Regions from separate parts of the Mus musculus genome. Here region 1 is linked to region 2. Evidence: chromatin contacts called from public HiChIP or PLAC-seq data. All regions are on one chromosome and are shown on one strand. The core of a region is the stretch at or near the end of the contact, and the rest is flanking DNA. Distances in the headings are between cores, read along the strand shown.

Region 1 (3,781 bases), core at 932-3,431, 69 kb before region 2:
AAAGAGCCTGCTTACTCAAGAATGACCCAAATTCGGAGGGTCTGGTGCCCCAAAGACAATGACCATAGGCCTCAGAGTTCTATGTTTGTACCTCAAGGGATCTCAAACTCAGAAAGGCAAGTCCTTCTTGAAGAGGCCTCCTAGTATAAGTTTTGACAGTGCCAAGGAACTGAGCTGGACAGGCAGACGGGAGGGGAGAGAAGGGAGGAATTCCCAGTTTCCCCTGAATGAGAAAAAAAAATGTGACAGGGAGAGAAATGACCTGGACAAAGTGCTGCTTCTCGCCTGACAGACCCTGGAGCCAGTCTTGGCTCAGCCGCTCTCTCACTGTGTGACCTTGGGCAACTCCCTTCACCTCTCTGAGACTTGATTTCTCCTCTGTGAATAGAGCATCAAAATAGTCCTTTCCCTGTTTTCTACCTTTCCTGCCAGGCCAGCAGAAATCATGATGGACATCAAGGTATGTGAGAGGTTTTTGTCCAACATAGCGAGGAGGTGAGGTGTATGTAGATACGGGGATCTGGGCTTCCCTTAGGCACAGGAATTCTGAGCATGGCTTTGAAAACCCCTCCCTCTGGAGCAACCCCAATCGTGCAGCACACCTGTAAAAGGCCTTGCCTGGGTTTCCAGGCTCTGGCGCACACCTTTAACTCACTCCCATCAAAAGAAATCATCCTGTTCTCAGCCCTTTGTTCAAACCTCTCCCAGCCTGGGCACACAGAGCACAGCACGTGTGCTGTAGCCTCTGATGAGGGAAGGGATGGACGGAAGCAGGGTCACCTCTGGTTTCAACCACCCCTGCCCCATCACACAGCATGGCTCAGGGGCAGGGAGCCTCCACAGCTGCCTGCCCCACACCACCCAACTCTGCTGCCAACTTGGGCTCCTGTGGGGAGGAAAGGCGCTTCAGACACTCGTGCAGGCAGCACTTGCTTTCTCCTTGCTCCCACAATGCTGGAGTTCAACATTTCAGTCCTCTAGGGGCAAGGTTGAGATGGGGTCCCCGAGATGGGGGTGTCCTGTAGGATTCAAGGGGTTCATGATCCCCCCAGGGACAAACACCCTACATTCCTCTTTACTCCTGGCCTCTAGCTGAAAGAATAGACCTCAACTACTCCAGTGTATCCCAGCTCTCCGTCCCTACCTTCTTATCCCCAGACTGTCCCTACCCCTGGATGCCACCCACCCACATGGATGGCAAAGGAAGCTGCCACCCAGGCTAGCAGGTCTTAAGCAACAGCATCTGGCGCCCCTCAGGACCATTCCCGGCCGTGGAAGGGATGGATCCTGATGAAGAGGATGCAGGAGCAGTTTCAGCGTTAAACCCACAAAGGAGAAAGGAATCGGGGCAGAGAGAAGTGGGTGGGCAAAGTGTGTGCACAAGTGCGTGCGTGCATGTGTATCCGTGTCTGCAGGCAGACAGGCAAGAGTTGTGGCGAAGCGAAGCGTGTGTGCCCGAGTGCCAGCTGGCAGGGTGAGCCACCAGCCAGTGTCTGATTCGTGTGCGTAGTGGGCACAAGTATATTTACCAGCGAGGAGAGGCTCAGAGGGGATGTGCAGAGTTGTGAGTGTGGGATGCAGTGAGCGTGGCTGAGTGTGTCCGCGGTTGGAGACATCTGTATGGTCGCAGAGGTGTGTGTATCCGTGTGAGTGTGTACGCGCGTGGAGGGGGTCTTCTGCGAGCTGGGGCCAGAGCGAGTGTGCTCTTGGGAACCCCTTCTCGCAGAGCTGGCCCCGATAGGAGACAGGGTGGGTCCCCAGTCCCAGCAGAGGGCGCCCCGGAACTCTGGGCCATAGCATCAGTCGGCGCAGGTTCGAGCACCGCGACCGCCAAGTTGGAGCGGCTGCGACCGGGGTGGGGTTCAGTGGGGGGAAGTCCGTGGGGGCTGCGCGCAAACTCACCGTGTCCGGAGACGTGGTTGTCCCAGGGCGCATGGCCTGCGGGTCGCGTGGCGCCGCCGAGTTGCAGGAAAAGTGCCAGGTAGTGGAGGGCGCCCAGCGCCGCGGCCAGCGGGGCCCCCATGCTGCGCGCTCCGGCCGGGGGCGCCGCCGCCTCACATCGGGGCTCCGCAGCCCGCAAAGCCCGCGCCCGCCGTACCCTGCCCGGCGCCGCCGCCGCCCTCTCCTGCTGGCCCCGGCCCGGCCCCGGCTGCAGGCAGCGAGCGCACGCCCAGCCCGCCGCCTCCGACTGCGGGACTCTTCGCTTGCGCGGAAGGCCACTCCGCGCCGCCGCGCACCCGCCCTCCCCCTCGCTCCCCGCCCTGAGCCGGCGGCGGCGGAGGGATCCGCAGCTTGATTTATCATCAAAGTTTTGCCCAGGCTGGGATTTTTAAAGCGGTACTCGCAACTGGCCTCCCGCGCGGGAGCGGGGGTGGGGCAGGCCCGGGGGTGGAAGGCCACCTGGGGACCTAACCCCCCGCAGGGCGGAACACTAGGGTGTTGGGAGTCGAAATCCGATCGTTGGGGATAAACATCCGACCTGCCACCAGACCCGTGCGCTGGAGGGGCCGCTCAACTTTGCCAGCTGGGTAGTGTTGGGGCCAGGGCCAGGCGAGGTGCAGGACAGGTGAATAGGGGTGGGGGGCGCACCCGGGATGAGACATAGGTGAACTAGTTTAAGATCTGGCAGCTTTGGGGTCCCCGTGTGATCACGCGTAGTTTCTCCTGTCCTCGAGTTCTTCGTCTGAAAAATGGGGACAGACGCCACCACCAGAAGCAGTGTGTGTCGGGGGTTGGGGGGGGGGGGGTCTTTGGAGTTAGGTGGGTAAAGTGGGGAACATCGTGGCGCCCACACAATGTAGTTATCATTGTGGTTCCTGTCTCTGGGACTCAGCAGTTAGTGGGGCTCCTAGCTTAGAGGTGTTGGGGTTCTACACAGTGAACTGGATCGCCCCCTTCTGGACTGTAAGGCTCTCCCTAGATGAAAGGTCTAGATGGAGTGTGTGTGTGTGTGTGTGTGTGTGTGTGTGTGTGTCTGTGTGTGTAAACCATGAAGACTCTTTCATTCCCAAGAGTGGCAGTCCAATTCTGATTCCTTCCTTGACTCTTTAACTGAGGCTTTTGTGACAGGAAAAGAGGGTTGGGGGGTTATTTTAAAGAAAAGCCTATTTCATAAGGCTGCCTTCTCCGAGGTCTTGAGAAGATCCGGAGCAAGGTTTCGGACCCCGGGAAGGATTCTTCCTACCCTCATTTCTCCTCTGCCTTCGCCGGCAGGCATTGTTTCAGCATTGCGGACAGCACCCTTTTCGTTTCATCCTTTAAGAACCGCGGACAGCGCCTCGGGGGTGATTAGATGCGAGGGTTCAGCACCGTGGACAGATCCCCGCTCCACACACACAGCACCGCAGGGATCCAGCTTCCAGCACGGCTCACAGTACCTAAAGTTTGAGAGATCTAAAAAGCGGAGTGACACACCGTGCTTGCTGTCTTTATTCTGTCTCCCTATGCCCCTTTCAGATATTATGGTGGATAGTATACTGTTGTCACCAGGATCAACTCAAGTTTCCCTCCCTGCTAGGTGTTGCATGTTAGAGGCACAGTTTCAGCACCACGGACAGCTCCTCTTCAGCATCAGCCAGCTGTGCAGAGGCTCTTTAAACTCCTATCCAAGATCTTTCCAGAACACTGTGGTGGCAGAACCGGGGATCGGACCCGAGTGTTCTCCTCTTCAAACGCAGATTGGAAGTAAATAAATACATTTCAAAATATGAAGAGGGGCAGACAGAGAGACAGAGACTGAGTGAGACTGGAGGGAAGGGCACAGCAAAGGGACAAGAAGTCT
Region 2 (4,158 bases), core at 1,018-3,517:
ACAAGAGCAATCATTTCTAGGAGCAAAGTCTGGAGGCCGAGCAGCATTGAGCACCAGCTCTGGAAAGCCCCAGGCAGGGAAGATGTGGTGGGCCGATACATCTTGGGTTTGAGGCAAACAAAGTGAGACAGGCCAAAAGAGTTACCACTGAGAGATGGAGACTATTTATGCAGGGCTACAGAGCAAGAGGCTAAGTAGGAAATGAGTTTAAATCAAACTCTCTATAGGCGAGGGGCTTTAGTTTACGATTAAAAACAAGGCCTTCACAGTCTGAGTTCACATGTGCATCAGTTCTGTTGAATAAAAATCCCCAGCCCTAACCAAGAAGCCATAACTGGTACCTGCTGGGGAAGGAAAAACTTGTTTTCTCATGGAGTAGCACTGGGCATATCAACCACACTGTAGGACAGGGCCAACGCCTAGGAGTAGTTGGCCAACACAAAACAGACTCCATGGTGTGTGTGTGTGTGTGTGTGATGTTTGTCTTACTGATTTTCTTTACTTTTTTTTGTCTGTTTCAATTTTTGTTAGTTTGTTTATTTAGAAAGATACTCGGAGAACTAGAGAGAAACATGAAGCTGGGAGGACAAGGAGATGGGGAGGAGCCAGGAGAAGCTGGGGAAGGGAAGGAATACAATCAATTATAGTACCTGAAAACAAAACAAACAAAATAAAAACCAAGGCCAAACAAAACCCATATTGTTTTGATTTTGAAGACACAGGAAATTCTGGGTTCAGTTTCTAACAGTCCATCTGCACCACCTCTAAACCCACGGTTGGTTCCTTGCTTGTGCTCTCACAGGTCAAGTGAGGCAACAAGAAGACGTGGTAAGGATTAGGCCAAAAGGGATGAGGACTAAGGATAAACAGCCTTGAAATGGTGAGGCTAGGAACTGCATCCCAGCAGAGATTATGTGTTGAATTTTAATTAACCATAGTTCACAGTTAATAACTGACTAGTTTCTGTTGTTTCTTTGTTTGGGGGCTACTTACAACACTGCAGAGGTAACCTAAAAACAGTCTGGCTGTTCTTCAGTTGTTGGTGGTGTTTGTTTGATTTCTATAAAGATATAATTACATACTAAACCATTCCTATAAAATTTAACCAAGATCATAAACAAACACTATCATATTCCTATTGACAACACTACAAATGCACCAAAAGAAATTCTATTTCCAGAACGAGAATTCTCCTAATGCCACAAAAGAGCTAACCTGCTACTAGACACACTGAAAGCTGCAAAGGGAACACAGGAAAGAGAGCTGTTCTCTACCCTCCCCTCAGGACTCAACATGGAATTTTCCATAAATTAGCTTAAAAGTCCAAGATAACAGAAATTAATGCTATACCTTTGATCTGTGAAAATTCGGGAGGTCCTTTTGGTATGAAATAATAAAGTTATTAACATAACAGCAACAAGAGCTAACTCAAATGAACATTTCCCCGCGCCAGGAAGGTCTTGTGCTTGTCCCTGGTGAACTCAGGCCCTGCACAGCTCTGGCTTCTGTGTAATGTTCTAATTTCCCTCTACAGGCTGGGGTCAGAAGAGCCTCAGACACACTCCAGGGCTTGCAGAGGTGGTATGGGTAGACAGTAAGGAACATACAGGCTCTACAAGATGCTGATGGTGGCCAGGTTTAAGGACCACTGTCTGTCTGAGTCTGTAAGTCTGTCCCGTCTGTCTTTTCTATATGTGGTTTTCCCCTGACATTACTACTCAGCATCTACCAATGTATGACTCAGGTAGCCACAGGACCTCAATCATCCTTCCACCTTGGCATAGAAATGCAAGCTTTGTCTGTTTTCTCCATGAGCTGTGAGCACGCTCGTCTTCCATCTTTACCTTGTGACATAAATGCGGGTTTCTGTCTTGCTGGCTGCACTGTGGGTTTGTTCACCTTCCATCTAGAACAGCAGCCTGGCACAAAGAGGAACTAATGCTTACCTCGTGAAGGAGCATCTTTCTTTAGAAATCAGCCCCGGGGCCCCAGCCCTAGTGAAGGCAGTCAAGAATGGGAGCCTGAAGCCAGAACAAAGCTGGCCATGTCATCCAGGCAGGGATGAACCTCACTCCTGAGGCCCAGGCTTAGAGGCCATTATGTTAACAGTGACTATCCTGCCCTGATAATTCCTGTTAGGATCCAACCTTTCCACAGATTGGATCATAAATGGGTTCTATGTCCACAAAAGCAGGAGTCTGTACCGCACATGTAAGCACAGAACCTATCTCTGAAGGAATCCAACATTAGTCACTGTACCCCACTGCTGGGGACTGAATACAGGACATTCCCAATTATTACTTTGTACAACCTCAAGGGAGGAGGTTACCAGTCTTGCTTGACTCAAGTGGAATTTCAAGTTCAAACAAAAGAAATAACTTGCCCAAGGCCACTCAACAGCCTGCGAGTAGAGCTGGGGTCTGAACTGCTGGTCAGCCTGCCTGTAAAAGCAATCTTTCTCCTCAACCCTGTGCTGTTTCTCAACACCCAACAGAAGACCCACAGCTGCCCTGCTGCTGGAAGACGGTTTGAACCTGACCTCAGCTCAAATTCTGCATCTGAAACTTAAAAGGTGCTTGGGAACTGGCAAACTCTAAGAGAAGAAAAAGACGGCAAAGAGAGAAAAGTCTAATTACTAAAGCACGGGTAAAGGCCCGTGCCTTTTAGAGGATAGCCTGTTTCCTCCCCCAACACCCCGGCCCCCAAGGGAAGTACCCCCTCCAGGATTGTGAGTGTACCTCTCTCTGTCTTCCTAGGGGCAAACAAGAGAGTGCTGCCTGTGTAAATCCTGAGGGGCTTAAGCCAGTTAGCAAGTCAGATCACAACACTCAAAACTTAAGCACAGTGCCTTGTTTCGGCATCCTACACTCTGCTATCCCTGGCAAGGGTGGGGTTGGGGTGGAGTGCTGAGACAACTGGAGGGAGGGAAAGGACACTGATCCAGAAAGTGTTTGGTTACAAGGCTTTCAACACAAAGCAGCAGCAAGGCATCTCCTCTGTATTCTGCACCAGGGTCCATCAGTGTACGCCCAGTGTCATCACACCTCCTTCTCACTGTTCCCTTGCCAACAACTAACTGTTTAGGCTTGGGAAGAGAGGAGCTGAGTTTGCAAGCTCTGGCATGGGTTCTGTGGAAAAGTGGGCTCCTGGAACTTCCTGTTGAATACTCTCTGGGAAGGTTTTTTTGTCTGATGTTCCACACAGAACTGACATGCACACATACAGCCCAGCTCCAAGACTGGCAGGTTCAAGAAACCAAGTGAAGTCTTTGTCAGGTACATACTTTAACTGCCGAGATAGTAGAAGCAGAGGAATGTGAACGAGAAGCCATCCTCACAGCAGCACCACTAATGAAACTGGGGGCGTGTTCAATACTGTCTGTGTTTCTGAATGACCAACAAGTCCAAATCAAACCCAAACAAGGAATGAGTCGGAGGTGTGTCTGGCATGACGTGTGTCCTGTGTGTGACGTCACAGCAGCTATGGCTCTGAACATACCTATGAGTACTTTGTGTCTTCATACCAGAGAACTCAGCCTAGGATGTCTTGGTGCAAATTTGAGACTACTGTGTGCTCTGAGCCAGTTTTTACTGCACACATGAACTTTTCAGCTTGTATGGAAACATAATGGTTTAATTGTGGAAAACAAAGACTGTTAATATTTTCCTACTGTTATCCCTCAGCATCCACATATTGATTTAGTGTATCTTTTGATTGTTTTGTGTTCGAATGTTTGATATTAAAAACTGCCGTTTGAATTGCTGACTTGAGTTTCATAAAGAGTCATTAAGTGAATTTTGGTTTGGGATTAGGAGAGAATTCCCCAGATTCTCTGAAACTGTCCTAGACATTCTTCTGCCACTGCGCACTGTGCAGCTTTATGATGTGGTATTTTCAGCACTGGTGATAATCAAACCTAAACTCTGAGAAGCATCTCTGAAAATGCTCTATATCAAATACTCAGACAAACTGTACATCCATCTTCATTAGTATACCAATCTGTTTTATCTATAATAAATGAAAAAAACTATATATACCAAAATTGTTTTAGAGCAACTTTATTTATTACTATCAGTGAATGCTGACATTTATCAATCTATTTTTCTATGTGTGTGTGCATGGGCATGTAGCACATGAGGATGGTGTGTGTGTGTGTGT

What was found. HiChIP or PLAC-seq counts read pairs in DNA pulled down with a chosen protein or histone mark.
Region 1: a contact with region 2 is called in an H3K27ac HiChIP or PLAC-seq map of embryonic stem cells, with 14 read pairs. The contact joins the promoter of Vstm2l here to the enhancer-like site in region 2. A contact is called at or near these places in 8 of 39 promoter capture datasets (cranial neural crest, embryonic stem cells, epiblast stem cells and 3 more), 3 of 484 Hi-C or Micro-C datasets (embryonic stem cells, forebrain and nephron progenitors) and 4 of 115 datasets of contacts at active chromatin or transcription factors (embryonic stem cells and neural tube).

The regions. Positions count from the first base shown.
Region 1 is chr2:157,913,053-157,916,833 of GRCm38.p6, reverse strand. Vstm2l (V-set and transmembrane domain containing 2-like) reads right to left here and starts at 2,181. Exons shown (of 4, transcript NM_198627.2): 1 at 1,903-2,181. The coding sequence starts at 2,023.
Region 2 is chr2:157,843,785-157,847,942 of GRCm38.p6, reverse strand. The region is part of intron 11 of Ctnnbl1 (catenin, beta like 1); the gene reads right to left. Among named protein-coding and RNA genes, the nearest start is that of Vstm2l, 69 kb to the left of the region's middle. Within about 2 kb of position 2,267, at least 10 of the 459 cell types and tissues checked have an H3K27ac peak or open chromatin away from gene starts, as enhancers often do. A contact at or near this core is called in embryonic stem cells, where this site is marked.